2 separate regions of the Mus musculus genome follow, and region 2 is linked to region 1. The links are chromatin contacts, called in public Hi-C maps. All regions are on one chromosome and are shown on one strand. The core of a region is the stretch at or near the end of the contact, and the rest is flanking DNA. Distances in the headings are between cores, read along the strand shown. Region 1 overlaps Ahi1 (Abelson helper integration site 1). Region 2 has its middle 11 kb from the start of Gm33619.

Evidence for each region. A called contact is a pair of places that touch in the nucleus more often than the background predicts.
Region 2: a Hi-C map of the G1E-ER4 cell line shows a contact between it and region 1, with 2.3 times the contacts expected there. The contact joins two enhancer-like sites. A contact is called at or near these places in 2 of 39 promoter capture datasets (both in embryonic stem cells), 9 of 484 Hi-C or Micro-C datasets (the G1E-ER4 cell line, the HPC-7 cell line, cerebral cortex and 3 more), 12 of 115 datasets of contacts at active chromatin or transcription factors (the 230-238 cell line, CD8 T cells, the HPC-7 cell line and 5 more) and 5 of 9 other capture datasets (adipose tissue, embryonic stem cells, liver and 2 more).

The regions. Positions count from the first base shown.
Region 1 is chr10:21,050,681-21,057,992 of GRCm38.p6, reverse strand. It overlaps Ahi1 (Abelson helper integration site 1), which reads right to left. Exons shown (of 24, transcript NM_026203.3): 20 at 2,850-3,012. Among named protein-coding and RNA genes, the nearest start is that of Gm20149, 10 kb to the right of the region's middle. Within about 2 kb of position 3,067, at least 93 of the 459 cell types and tissues checked have an H3K27ac peak or open chromatin away from gene starts, as enhancers often do. A contact at or near this core is called in the G1E-ER4 cell line, the HPC-7 cell line and double positive thymocytes, where this site is marked.
Region 2 is chr10:21,194,192-21,201,503 of GRCm38.p6, reverse strand. No RefSeq gene overlaps it. Among named protein-coding and RNA genes, the nearest start is that of Gm33619, 11 kb to the right of the region's middle. Within about 2 kb of position 4,758, at least 62 of the 459 cell types and tissues checked have an H3K27ac peak or open chromatin away from gene starts, as enhancers often do. A contact at or near this core is called in the G1E-ER4 cell line, the HPC-7 cell line and double positive thymocytes, where this site is marked.

The DNA.
Region 1 (7,312 bases), core at 1,818-4,317:
TCATGACTGGAGAGTTAACTGTGAGGATTTTAGACCCGCAGAAGGCATCAATCCCCTACTGTGCTGTCACAGGGACACTTACCTTAGGTGCTCTTAGTACACAGTTACCAGGAACCTAATGTAGGCAAGGTTATGTTAGGGAGCGACACTATCGCTCTTCTCAAGGAACTCTTGTCTGCCTAGAGCAGAGACTCTCAACCTCCCTAATGCTGTAACCCTTTAATACAGTTGCTTATGAAGTGGTGACCGCAGCTCTGAAGTTATTATGTTACTACTTCATAAGTGTAATTTTGCTACTGTTATGAATGAAATATCTGTGTTTTCCGATGATCTTAGGGGATATGACGCAAAGGTTGAGGAACTTTGGCCTCTGAAAGGCAGCTAATAACAGAGAAAGTGATCTGGGATTGAAGTCCTGAATGGAGGAAGGTGCATCAAGCTCTGAGGAACATGTGGGACTGTGCCTGGAAGGGTAACTGGGGAACAGAGAATGAATAAACATGGATTTAGGATTATATCTAAGGTTTAAACTTAAAACCCCTTTAACCTAAGATGATAACCTAATAATCTATTGAATCTACATGAAGTGCACGTGCGTAAAAAGCCACATGGGAATCTTCAAGGGCTAAAATGAAAATCTATTTTAATAAAGAATAATTTGGAATTGAGAAATTGAAATTGTACAATTAAGATTCTGAGATATTAGTGCATGTGGGTATCTGTTGGCATTACTCTGAGGTTTCTGTCTATCATAGAGAAAAGGGTGTTGACTGTGATTAAGAGAAACGGACAGCATTTTCTTTCCAGTGGCTCACAACACAATCAGACTGTGTAGCAAGAGACTGCGGTCTTCTTTTATTTTGCTGCTCTAGTTAAACATTGGGAACAGATTCTGTTCATATATCAACTCTCTTACATTTGCCTTGCATACGTGGATTCAGATAAAGATCAAGGACAATCCCTCCCACTATTGTTAGAATGGACTATGTTGCTGAGAGTCATTTCCCCTTTTACTGCTAAAATGCAGTTGACCTTCTGTTAAATTCAGGGAACAAGTAGGATAAAAGGAGAGGAGAGAACCTGTGCCTTGTGAGACTCGGCTACTGAGCTCTCCAGGATTCCGAGGCTCTCACGACAGTGGCGAGTGCAGACAGCGCTGACTCTTGTAGGACACAGTGAGAGACGGTTACTGCAGAATGGCAATGACTTAAGGAGCCACCTCTGTACACTGCCATCAACCACCCCTGTGGGAGGGCTACTCGATAAGGAAAATAAGGTTTCTTACGTTTTAACTCTTTGCACATTAAATGTCTGTGGCCTCTGAAGAAGGCAAGCCTATGGCTTTCTTTCTGCAGGCGTGATCTTTTTATACTGGCAAGTAAAAGCCTATCTGTAATGCTTTCCCTGGTATGCATGGGAACAGGCTGGAACTCCTGGTCAGTCAGACACCCTCCATCCAGCAAGAGTGCACACAGCAGCTCTTGTGAGTGCAGCCCAGCTGTGGCCTGAACCAGAGCTGGCTCAGGAACTGAGCTGCTGAGGGACATTTGGATGTTAATGCCTGTCAGGAAGTTACAAGTGGGAGAGGACTTTAAAGCGGTCTTAAGTCTATTTGGGAGTTACCTTTCCTACAACTTCCTTTCACCCTGCCTAAAGCTTTCTCCAGTGTGCATTTTCTTTAGCCAAAGAACTCGCCTTGAGGAGAGTTTACAAGCTATTAGTTCCTTACAGAATACACAAACCAGGGACAAGTAGAAAATTAAAAATTGTGTTGCAGGAGACAGAAAGTGGGTACTTTTTGCACTCCTTGGCACTTTTAAGGGGAGGAGGGAGCTGCAGCAAGACAGACACCAGCCTACAGCTTTGGGAAGGACCAGTGGGCAGTAAGTGGGGGGGGGGGGGGGGGGTGTGTGACATTAAAGGGAAGTCACTTCATCTAGATGGAGCCTAGCATGACAATCAAGGAAGACATTCTTTTTCCTCCTTTTAATTTTAAAAAATATCCTTTTACTCTCAAATTCTGGAACTTAAGCCAGGAATTAATAGTCCATTTATTCAGTCATAATATGTTTTAAACGGGGCTTCAAAGATTAGCATGAAAATCAATGATTAGGAATAAATAATTGTTTGCAGAAACAAAAGGCAATCAGAACCAGCATATCAGTGTCTGTGTACGAAAGCGTAGCTGATGTCGCTCAAAGTCCTTATTTCAAAGGCGAAGAAGTCCCCTAGGTCAGTATAAGCTGCGCGTGGGCTGCAGGTCTCCCAGCATGCCACCAGGCCAGCAGCGGCAATTAGGACAGGTAATTAGCATGCATTCCGAAGAAGCAGCCCTGCTGGGTGCCCCTCCTCCAGGACAGTCCACCTTGGGCTCCCTGCGGTAGCCTAGTTTCAGCTTTCAAAAGCCATGTCTGCCTCACTGGGAAGTGTTTGTGCTCTCTTCTTCTCATTTAGTGAACTTGAGAAGGAACAAGCCCCGCTCACTGGTGTTGCTACGGAGACCCCGGCCAGAGCTGAGGTGGACACAGGTAGAGTGGGAGCTGAGGGAGCTGAAGTTCCTACGCCGCTAATCAACCAACAGCCCCTGTGGCGGGAGCAGAGCTGGGCAGCTGCCACAGGCTCCCCGGGCATGACAAGGGCAGTCAGCAGGCACTCCAATCTCAGAGCTGAGTAGCTCTCTGGCATACTAGTGCATCGCCTTTTCAGTTTTCCCATCATGAGGATGAAAAATATTCCATGCTAAACATAAGCAATGGTCATATAGACAATACATGCATTAAAGAGTAGTGAATGATCACATCTTGGGCTCCGTTCTATCATAGTGTACCAGGAAGACTGCGTGCACTTACTTTCACTGGCCACATGATTAGCTGGAAAGAACCCTTCCTGCCCCTTTCTTACGCTGCCGTACCACCAGTCTTCATTATCTTTGAAATACACTCGGATAATGTCTCCACGATGGATGGTTAGTTCATCTGATCGGCTGGCTGTGTAGTCATAAAGAGCCACTACCTAAGAGAGAGATAAGACCACCACAGCTTTATCACAACTGTGCCACAGAAAAAGCCCCAACACTCACTTCCTCTTGCAGAAGAGCAGCTGAAACCAAAGCAGGACTTTGGCAAGTCTGAGGCTGTCTCAGGGGTTGCTAATAGGATCAGGGGTGGTGGGAACACAGCAGGAGAAGCAAGATAAAAGACTGTGGGATTGAGAAATGGCTAAGAACATTCAACACACCAAGATTAGCTTCAAAATACCAGATGTTAAAGTTTGAAAGTGTGAAGCAAATTAAAAAAAAAAAAACCAAAAAAAAAAAAAAACCCAAAAAACAAAACCCATAACACACCATTCCCTTAAGCACTTTATAAAACTCCTTTAGGTCCTGTCCTGTGTGCTAAGCAGATGCATCTGAAAGAGAAAAATGCAGGTTATCAGCATTACAAAAAGGAAAGGCTCAATGGGACAACCTGGCCATTTAATTCCGTTACCATCCCGAGTTGACTGCTCAAGTCTCTTTTTGAGAGAAACTTTTCTTGAAAAACAGCTTTTGATATTTTTATACCAACAGCCTAAATCTCCTGACTTCCCTGTAAAGGCTGATCTTTGTTAGCTAGGAACTAAGAGGAGAAGTCCTAAGACAATCCTCTCCTTTGTTTTATGACACTACCCCTTATATTTGATTTGTTTTTGTTTAAAGAAAAAAAAAAAGCACAAGTCAAAACTGGTGCTGCTGCCTGGCTGAGGGTTTAAAAGCCCTTTCTAGCATCTGGGGGAGCTCAGTCCACCCAGACCCGGTGCACTGTAGAGAGTGGGGCACAGCGGCGTGCATGCACATGCCATTCATGTGTATAAATATGCTTACTTTACCATTTTTCCCAAACAAGGCTTCAAAATGTCCATGTTACAAAACTGTATCATGGAAACACACCGCTGTAGGTCTTTGTAACTAGGCTGATGGGTTCTTTCACTGACTATTTAAATCCTAATGTGCATGGTGTTCCACCCTCGATTAGAGTTCACGAACTGACAATATGTATGCTATATTAACACATAGCATTAATATATCAATAACTGACATTAATATATCAATGCCTGATGATAGATATCTTAGTAATGGATATTTAGCTTTCACTAAATTTTCATAAGCATCCACTGATGAAAGAGTCTCTTGAGAGACAGGGTTCCATAAGACAGGCCTGGCTTCAGATTGCCCACTATACCTCTAATGGTATATACCCAATGATCAATGGTATATACCCAATGATCAGTGGATGCTTTCTTAGTATCCAATGCAGCACATTATAGTATTATGAAGTAGTAATGAAACAGTTTTATGGTTGGGTCACCACAACATGAGGAAGGAACTGTATTCAGGACTACAGCATTAGGAAGGCTGAGAGCCCATGCTCTGAAGCAATGGGACAGTTCCTGGAGCATGTCACCATGGTATTATTGCCATTTAGGCACAGACTTGTTACCCAGCGAGGCAATGAAGTGCCTGCCAAGTCAACAGTCTACATTCCAGCCACGGAGCCTGATCTTTGGCTAGACTCTCTTCTCAGGCTGGAAAGCCATGGCAGAAAGGACGTGGCTCAGGAGAAGCTGCTGAGCGGTATGCAAGGATGTGGTATGCAAGGATGGGCTTGCATCTAAAATGCTAGCAACTTCTCATCTGAAACAACGTATTCTTTGGTTGAACTTGGCAGTAAATTATAAATAAATCATGACCTTTCTAGCTACAAGATTTTACTGTCTAAGTGTTCAAGCAAAACTGGACAAACAACAACAATAAAAACCAATCAACCAAACAACAGTAGGCAAAATCCCAATAAGAGGTTTATCCCCAATGAATAGTATCTGGCCTATTCTTTTGATATGGCAGGCCTCCATGTCTGTTTGGAAGGTTCTCAGTGATTGTTCTCTGTAATACTCCACGTGGTATGTAACCACCATGCATGCATGTAGGACACTGTGTGTATGTCCCCTGCATGTGTGTAGGACATTATGTATTTATGTTCCCTGCATGTATGTAGGATACTGTGTGTGTGTGTCCCCTGCATATATGTAGGGCAAAATTGTTTTCTGCAATATGATTTGACTCTTGAGCTGAAAGCATAGTTATGAATTCTTTCTATAACAAATGTTTAAAGATATGCTGGTGTGTTCAGGCTGGTAATGTAAGATATGGGAAATGAAAAGCTTTATAAAATCCACTTTGTTTATATACAGATGGTCTCTGACCTGTAAACTGAACTATCATTAACTGGGAAGTGCATTTAATATACCCAATCTATCCAATAAGCATGGCTTATCCTGACATGTAAATGTACCTTAAGAATTCATAGTAAGCCTACACTTGGAAAAAAATAGTTTATTCACAATAGTGTGTTGAATATTGCATTCAATTAATTGAATATTATGCTAGAAGACAGAATATCTATGCGGGTTCCCTTCTGTACCACCCTGAGTGAGGACCGTGGATAGTCGAAACAGAATTTTGTCTTTTTCTCAGAGCCAAGTTGATTGAACACACTCTTCAGTGAAGGGCCAGGAACAAGTTTTGTTTTTATTTGCCTGTCTGCTAGTTAAGACCAGGATGGTCTCAAATTTTTGTGCTTAAGGGATCCTCCTGCCTTAGCCTCCCTATTGATGGAGTTAGATTGGTCATTTGCTCTGTCTGACTCTCTCCTTTCTTCCTTCCTTCTTTTTCAGAGGGGGTCAAACATAGGGCCTTACATGTGCTTTGCAAGAGCTCTACCACTAGTCAGAGGCTTTTTGAGACATGGTTTTACTATGCATCCCATGTTGGCTTTGAACTGCTGCTTTGACCTCCCCCAAAACTTGGATTATGGGTGTGTACTGCTTCAACTGGGGCTTACATTTTAGTTATCCAGGCATACATTTTTTCAGTCTTAACAGCAGTAGCTATTGGATACAGCTTTGGATTTTTTTAAAATTAGCCTGGATATTATAAGATGCTAAGTAGAGTTTTCTTTGAAATATATTCCAAGAAATTAAACATTATTATGGCTATCTCTAAGGAGTCTCAATGACCCTTGGAGGAACACTGAACAGCCAAGTTCAGCAGTCTGGCTGTTCCTTGTACTTTTATCTAGAACAAAATCAATAGTCAATATTCATAATGTCCTCAGGCAATTCAGCAAGCCAAGTTATGTTGAACAAATTCTTATATCTGAGCGCATTCTCCTGAAACAGGGCTTCAGCTGGCTTCATAATCACTGGACTTCTGCTCTGCAACCTGAAGCCAGTGCAACATGTCACCAGTGCAACACATCTGCAACCTGAAGCCAGTGCAACATGTCACCAGTGCGACACATCTGCAACCTGAAGCCAGTGCAACATGTCACCAGTGCAACACATCTGCAACCTGAAGCCAGTGCAACATGTCACCAGTGCGACACATCTGCAACCTGAAGCCAGTGCAACATGCCACCAGTGCGACACATCTGCAACCTGAAGCCAGTGCAACATGCCACCAGTGTGACACATCTGCAACCTGAAGCCAGTGCAACATGCCACCAGTGCGACACATCTGCTCTCACTCCGCCATGCTTTTCCTTCGCTGATTCACCTCGTGCTTCTGGCCTTCAGCACTTCCAGAGCATAATGTCTGATGGTTTCACTTACCAACTCTGCGGTCCCTATCCCAGCCCAGACAACTACAAAATGTGCATTTTGCTTTGCAAATGAGCTGGTTTTTCCTGTATCCCTTTAATGTGAGCTCATCTTGGCCCTTCCAGGACTACTTTTACGTCTTGTCAGAATAAGTTAAGAGACAACTTTACAGCTGAATTGGCCTCGCAGCCAAGCTACGGCAGTGCTAATCACTCCACCTATGCCTTTCTAGTATGGTTATCAAAAATGTGAACTTTCCCAATCCTGCTATTTGTACTGGCCACTCTCAGATGGTCCTCTGTCCTATGTATGGGCATGTGGGCATTCAGCCAAACATGTAAAGGTACTTATAATGGTTACTTACAGTTTATTACCCATTAAGAAATAAAAGATGAAAATTAAACTACTTTTTAGTATTCATCTTAAAATTAAATAGACTTTGAGAAAGCTGTTCCTAGTACTAATTAGGGAATATTGTGTCTTTGGTATTAAAACAGAAATAAGGAGATAAAATATATGAAAAGAAAATTTCACAATAACTCTTGAATTGTACAGAAACCCATTATTAAGTGCTGTATAGCCCTTTCCACATAGTGAAACTGGATTCTACGTTCACTCATAAGAAGAATGAACAAACACATACCCAGTTCCTAGACTAGTATGGCAGAACCTATCT
Region 2 (7,312 bases), core at 3,509-6,008, 140 kb before region 1:
AAAACTAGGGTATTATAAATGTGCTGATATTTTATTCCATTTTATTCAAACAAAAGGATAAAAATACCTAATCATTTAAGATTTTAAAATTACAAAACTAAATTTATAAGACTATTTTTAATTTTTCATTTAAGATTTTAAAATCATGCTGAAACTAATGTCCCGCTGTGACATATGTACCTAGCTAGCGTGCGTAAGGACTTGGATTCTACTCAGAGCATAGCCATGATAATAAACAAAATAAAATTCTCCATCTCTTTCTATCCAGACTTTGAGATTATGAGATGAAAAAGTCTTTTGAACCTATGAAGACAGGTCCTCCGAGAGGTGGGGAAAGGTTCTTTGAAGTTCTACCTCAACTGTTGTACTGTATTCAGTACACCCTGTTTAAGCATGATCCCACTAAAAGGGAGTCAGAGTTCAGCAAAGACTTGTGTGCTCCCCAGAGTCCTTGGGGGCCGGTGGCAAGGCAGAAGAAAGCTAGGGAAATTCCCACCTCTGGGGGGAAGCGAGAGGGAATACCCGCTAGAACCAGCGATAACTTGGCATCAATGACTTCCTCTTCCTGGACTTGCTGCAACAGTCCTTAAAGTCAAAGTGAGACACAACAACAACAACAAATGCTTTCTCTTCCTTCTCCCACGGAGAGAAGACGGGGATACCTGTGAGGCTGCCAAACTGGACTTCCCCAGCCGCTCAGGCTGGAACCTGATTTTAACTGCTGTTGCACTAGGAGAGACAGAGGGAGAGAGGAAGAGACAAAGAGATAGAGACACAGAGGGACAGAGACAGAGAGACATAGAGAGACAGAGGGACAGACAGAGAGACAGAGGGACAGACAGGGACAGAGAAACAGAGATAAACAGAAAGACAGAGACAGACAGAGACAGGGAGACAGAGACAGAAGGACAGGAAGACAAACAGAGAGAGAATCTTTCTTCACCCCACCCAGATTCCTCTATTTGGTGTCTTCTTGCTATTCCTGTAACCTACAGTCATTCTGAAACTCCTTGGGTCTCCTTAACCCTATTGTACTCCATGTGCTGATAAAAATCTTGACTGTGCCAAAAAGGTAAACTTTTCTTATTCATAGTAATGCTTAGGGGATGAACTTCTCTCTAGTTTTTAAAAATTGTTTACTATTTATAATTGTATTTAAATTCTATGTACACATTTATGTAAGTATGTGTATGTGAGTGTGGATGCTGTCAGAGCCTAAGGATTTCAGAGGCCCCTGAATTGAAGCTAGGGGTGATTGTGAGCCATCTAATGAGGTGCTGAGAACCCAGCTGTGGTCCTCTGGAAGAGCAGCGCATGCTCTCATACTCATAGCCCAGCCCTGGGGACAGACTTCTTAACAGGCACTCAGAATTAGCCAGGCAGTGTGTATAGTTCCGATGACTGGGTTCTGCTGTGCAGATTCAAAAGTTTGCTAGTCAAAAGCCCAAAGGAAAGAAAAAAAAAATAAGAGAAGTAAAGTTTCGCTATTATATCTTCAATTAGGTGTCTGGCCACTGTGACTATGTCTTTAGGTAACAGCCAGAGGGCTACCTCCAGACTACCTACCAACAGGTCTATACACTTGTACAGTCCACTTCTTTTCCTTAATGTATACATCCTTCAGGGTGGGACCAGCAAAACCTTCAACTCTCACTTTAGAATAAACCACAGATTTCCCTTAAGGTTCTAAGCCCAGAAGATGATTCTGGAAAGCTTAGGATCACTAATCTAATTTTCAACACGTAGATCTCCCCACACCCAACCTCCAGTCTTACATGCCTACTCTTCACAACACTTTAGGGAGGTAAACTTTTGCTTGGTAAGACAAGACACGTTTGCTTCAACTCTTTTAGCGGACTTTCTACTTTATCTAGCAAAATCTCATTTTTTTCCAGGACTTTAGTTTGGACACAAAAGTTCTTTTGGGGTTTATGGTTTAAGTCATACTTCTGTTTATGGAGATGTTTAGTTAACTTGTACGTCCAAGTGCTTTAAAAATTCTGCTCTGTGAAAAGTGACAGTACAATTTCAGAAACCTTCAAATTTCTAATACTTGTACAGTAAGTCATGTTTTAAATATTTCAAGCCAGAAAAGATAATATGTCTACACAAAAATATGCATATTAATGTTTGTGGTGACTTTGTTCCTAACTGCCCCAACTCAGAAAACACCAAGACGTCTGTGTGTAGGCTAATGAATAAATAAATGGTGGTGCACCCTGATAATGGAGTAAAGTTTGGTGTGACAAGGGGACCTCAGCTATATTATACATCAGTAAGGGAAGGAGGCAGTCTTTTTTTTAATATATTTTATTTTTTAATTATTTCATTCCTTTACATCTCAAATGATATTCCACTTCCCTGTTGGTTAACCCTCCACAACTCCCCAACCCCATTCATCATTCACCTTCTTCTCCCTCCCCTTTGCTTCTATGGAGTGCTCACCCACCCACCCACCCACCCCACCACTCCAGCATTTCCCTATGCTGGGGCATCAAACCTCCACAGGACCATTGATGTCAGACAAGGCCATCCTCTGCTACATACGTATCTGGAGCCACGTCTGGTGGTCTAGACTCTGGGTGGTCTGGTCAGCCAATGTTGTTCTTCCTATGAGGTTGCAATCCCCCTCCGATTCTCTGGGCTTTCTGTCAGTTCCCCCACCCGGGTCCCCAAGCTCAGGCTGATGGCTGTCTCCACTCATCCACATCTGCCTTGGTCAGTTCCTGGCAGCACCTGCCAGGGAACAGCCACACCAGGTTCCTGTCAGCAAGCATCTCTTGGCAATGGCAACAGTTTCAGGTTTGGTGTCTGTAGGCATGATGGATCCCCAGGTGGGGCAGTCCCCAGATGGCCCTTCCTTCAGTCTCTGTTCCATTTTTTTTTTTGTCCCTATTCTTCCTTTGGACAGGAACATTTCTGGGTTAAAAACTTGGAGATGGGTGGGTACCCCCATCCTTTGACTGGGGGCCGTGCCTATCTAGTGGAGGTGGTCTCTACAGGTTCTATTTCCCCTTTGCTGAGAATTTCTGCTAAAGTTATCACCTTTGGGCCCTGGGAGCCTCTCACTTCCCTGGCATCTGGGGCCTGCAGTGGTTACCCCCAGTTCCTCATCACCCACTGCTATACATTTTTATTTGATTTCCTGGCCTCCTGTACCTCTTTCCCATCCCCTCCAGTACCTGATACTACCTCCTTACTTCCTCCTCCTCCCCTATCCCTCCCAGATCCCCTTCTCCTCCATCCCTGCAATCATCCTGCACCCCCTGCCCTCTCCCCCCCACCCCACGCCCACACCCCCACAATGCAGGACTGAAGCATCCACACTGTGGTCTTGGAAGGAAGCAGTCTTAAAGGTCCCTGAATGCTTGGTCTCAGCTGCTGAATGACACTCTGAGAGACAAAGCATGGAGCCTGAAGGACGACCAGAAGAAGTTCTGGAACCAGAGGTAGGAAGCAGGAGAAATACTGATGTCACCACGGTGGACTTCTAGGTGATGTCACTGTGCACCTGTTCAAACTCATAGATCTGCAGCACCGAGAGTGAGGCCCAGTGTGAACTCCCAGCTGGTTGGTAATGACCTGTCAGTTGTAATAAATGCCTCTCTCTGACACTGTGGACAATGGGAGCGACGACCCACACCTGGAGTCAGAGGGCAGACATTAACTCTACTTTTCTCTCAGTTTTGCTTTAGGGAGAAAAAAATTTCAGAAAGAAAGTCAGATAACTATTTTAGACATACACCAGACAGAAATTAAACAATTCCTCTTTGAATACAGCCCTTGACCCTCCAAAATGCCTCCCCAAAAGACATTGTTTTTCACGTTTCAACAACAAGAAACTACCAGTTCATCTCAGGTTTTGATCTGTAAATTTCTTATCTCCAGATGTGAATTGGATATGCAACAGATGTAATGTATAAGAAGAAGAAGAAGAAAAACATAAGTTAATGTGCCCTGCTACAGAAGGTGACCGTACAAATCGTGGAACGTAGATCTACAAAGAGGGACCCTGTTCAGCCTCAGAAGCGCTGTATAATCTCAGATCAATAAACATTCCATTTCTATTCTCATTCCCCTGTATTTGACAGACACTGCAAGACCACCCACTCATTGAATAAACTGAGCTCAGAGGTCCACATGCCTTGGACCTCATGATTGAGTAAATTGATAACCTTAAAAACATGATAAAAATCTATTACGTTTACTTTAATTTTTGTCACTTGACAGCTAATACTTCACTAAGGCCATGAAATTATGCCTATGTTTGGCCTAGGAATCACATGCATTAACGTTAGAAATACCACCTGGGGGAAATTTTTTTTTCCTTAAAAACAATTGAGACAAGCATGATATAGTTAAAGTGTAGTTTGGGGGTTGGGTTTCTGCTGCTTATTGTGCCTTCTTCTCTCCAGGGCCCTAGTGATCAGAGAAGAGGAATTTCCAACTGTCACATGATAATTGTTCCCCAATATTGCCCCTAATCTAGCCTACCAGTGTTGTGCTGGTGTTAAGGCTGTCACAGTAAAACCTTTGACACAAATGCGGGGCTTCATGGGAAGATACAATCCATGGAGACTGAAACTACCACCCTCCGCTCCTGCTCTGTACCGGTTTGCAATTGTAAGGCTCCAGAGGACACAGCTTGGCAAGGGAACCCGGCCCTGGTGGCAAGCATGCCTGGTGAGAGTAACCGTGTCTGGTGGCGATGACTTATCATGGGCCCCACAGGCAGTGCCGGAGATAAAGAGAGGTGAGGCCAGAGCGAGACAGGAAGGAAGTGACAGCCCTGTGGCAGTGAGATACTTGTTCAGGATCACAGGTGAGACTTTGAGTGTGGCTCAGGAATTATGACTATGTCTAAGTTAGGGTCATAAAATAAAGGGTGTCAGAAAGACTCAAGGCCATGGGGACCTACATATGTCTTTACTGGGTTGAAATAGTTGACTTCTTACAGAAAAATAACAACAAAAACAAACAAACAAAAAACAGGGATAGACAATTTGAACTAAGTCTAAACTAAAATAAAATTAAATGAAAAAGTTAATTGATAATCTACTTTCATATTTTCAATTATGAATTCCAACATAAGGGTCATAAACATGGGACATTTAACATGCTGTGGTCCCTTCCTATATGTCACTATTTGAAAATGTACTAGACTAATCTAACTGGGCTGTATCCTGTGGCACACACTCTGTGCTGTTCTTACTTATTGTCTTGTTGAGGCAGGGTCTTGCTGTGTGGCCTACGCTAGATAGCCAGCCTTGAACTGTTGATCCTCCTGCCTCAGCTTCCAGAGTGCCAGAGTGGCAGGTACAAGCCACTAGACCATTTCCCTTGCTCTGTTAGAGAGGGTTCACTCCAGAAGGGCCAGCCTCTCATCCAATACCACAACAGGCTCAACAACAGAAAGCGGTGAACATCAGAAGTGCTCTGGCTCGAAGTCTGGGGCTCCTTGCCCAGTGTCTCATCTGTCAGGTTCTGAACTACTCTGAGAAACCCTGAGAGGAATGCTCTCTGCTCTTGTACAACTTCCATTTGACCTTGGGAAACTCACCTAACCTTGTACTTTATTTCCTCACACGTAAAATGGGTTGGGGAATAATAACAGCAGCCCCACCCGTCCTCACTTGAGTCTTACGAGGAGGAATTAGATAATGTCTGCGCTGGGCTTTGCTCCCCTCAGAAGAAAGTCCCTATAAAACACGAGGCAGAAATTGAGCGGCCTTTACGAGGGCTGATGAGATCAAAGCCAGCAGCTAGGGCAGCTTTCTCCTGGCACAGTTCGCTTACTTCTCTGTGCTCTAATAACATTCCTCCCTGCAGTGATTTGCAGATAGTCATTAAGTAAATCTTGCTGCCCTCAAGCAAAGCTTAATTTGCACCCTTACAGCCTAAAGCTTTGTATAAATGAAACCTTGGGAACAGTGCAGGGGATACCTAAAAACAACTCGAGAATTATGATCTTCACTTCTATTTTCTCATCACCTACTCTATAGCCACAATGTTTACATATTTAATACGTAGCTAAGTGGCCCCTTTAAACTAGATCTCGTAGGATCCTTTGTAAAAATATTCTTAAATGCCAACAATATGGGAACGCTTTGGGCACCTGTGTTTGCTATTTGGATGAGCTAAAAATGTCCCCATGTGTTGGGCATGTCATTTCTTTCAGAAAGCTGCTCGGGTCTCAAGCCAGAGAAAAACCACTGTTTGAGGGGACCCCATCTTCCAAGTATGAGAATCCATTAAGCAGGTCTTGAGGTGCTCGCAGGATGTTGCATAACCTGCTTTTCTGATGTTTCAACTTGACTGCATTTCGTTTTAATTTGTTAAATTCTACTGGCAGAGACTCAGAGTAGAATGCTGCACTATCTTATTTTTGAATCTACATGTTAATCGTGTCTAATTGGCCTTCATTTCCATTTGCACAGATTGCTGGTCTTCATTTCTGCAATTAGTAGATCAAATTTCCAAACCTAGCCCCAGCCGTGACCTTATGACATCCATGTAACTGTCTCAGAGTCCTGTCCAAGCCTCACACCTAAGTCACCATCGTGAACAAGAGCAAGCCATCCAGAAGGGGCTTTTGGGAATTTCTTCTTCAAATTAGATCTGTTCAAAGAAACAGGTTTGAAAGTCCTGGGGCCCCATTATTCAGGAACAGCAGACCTGGTTTGTGAATCTTGTTTCGTATTTATAGATTTATTCTGAGCTCTGAGAGATGAACACTGAGTCCATTGTTGGTGGCAACACATGTTTAAAAGTTTAATAAGAGCCAACAATGGATTTTTTTAGTTCAACCCCCACAAAAGGTTTTACATTGTCAATCTAGTCTTGAGTGGGAAAGAATAACTCCTTTTTCTTTATGTTTTAAAGAAGTGATATCGTTGAAAGATAATAATGGATGATTTATCCATTTAAATATGATATCTTCATGTTTTAAAGAATTCCGTATCTGTAATTCTCGATACAGAGATACACTAGAGCCACTCTGGAAGGAGGGTTTGATTTTGGCAGAGCTGAGTTAATTATAAGGGACCCCCCACCCCAGGGAAGCCTCTGCTTCTGCCCCTGATAGGCCTTCAGGAAGAGCCCTTCAAGAAAGCCACATGATCTCAAAAGGGTTAGGGAGGCCCCTTCTGAAAAAAAAAATATTTTTTTCTGTTCCCTTTAACAGTATGCTTTCTCCAGTTAAGTTCCTTTCCTCCAGTGAATACAAATAGCTCTGGGAAGGATAACAGATTACATCTTATCTATTGAGCAGGTCTGTGGGTTTGGGGGTTGTGTAGCACTAAGGGGAAAAGCG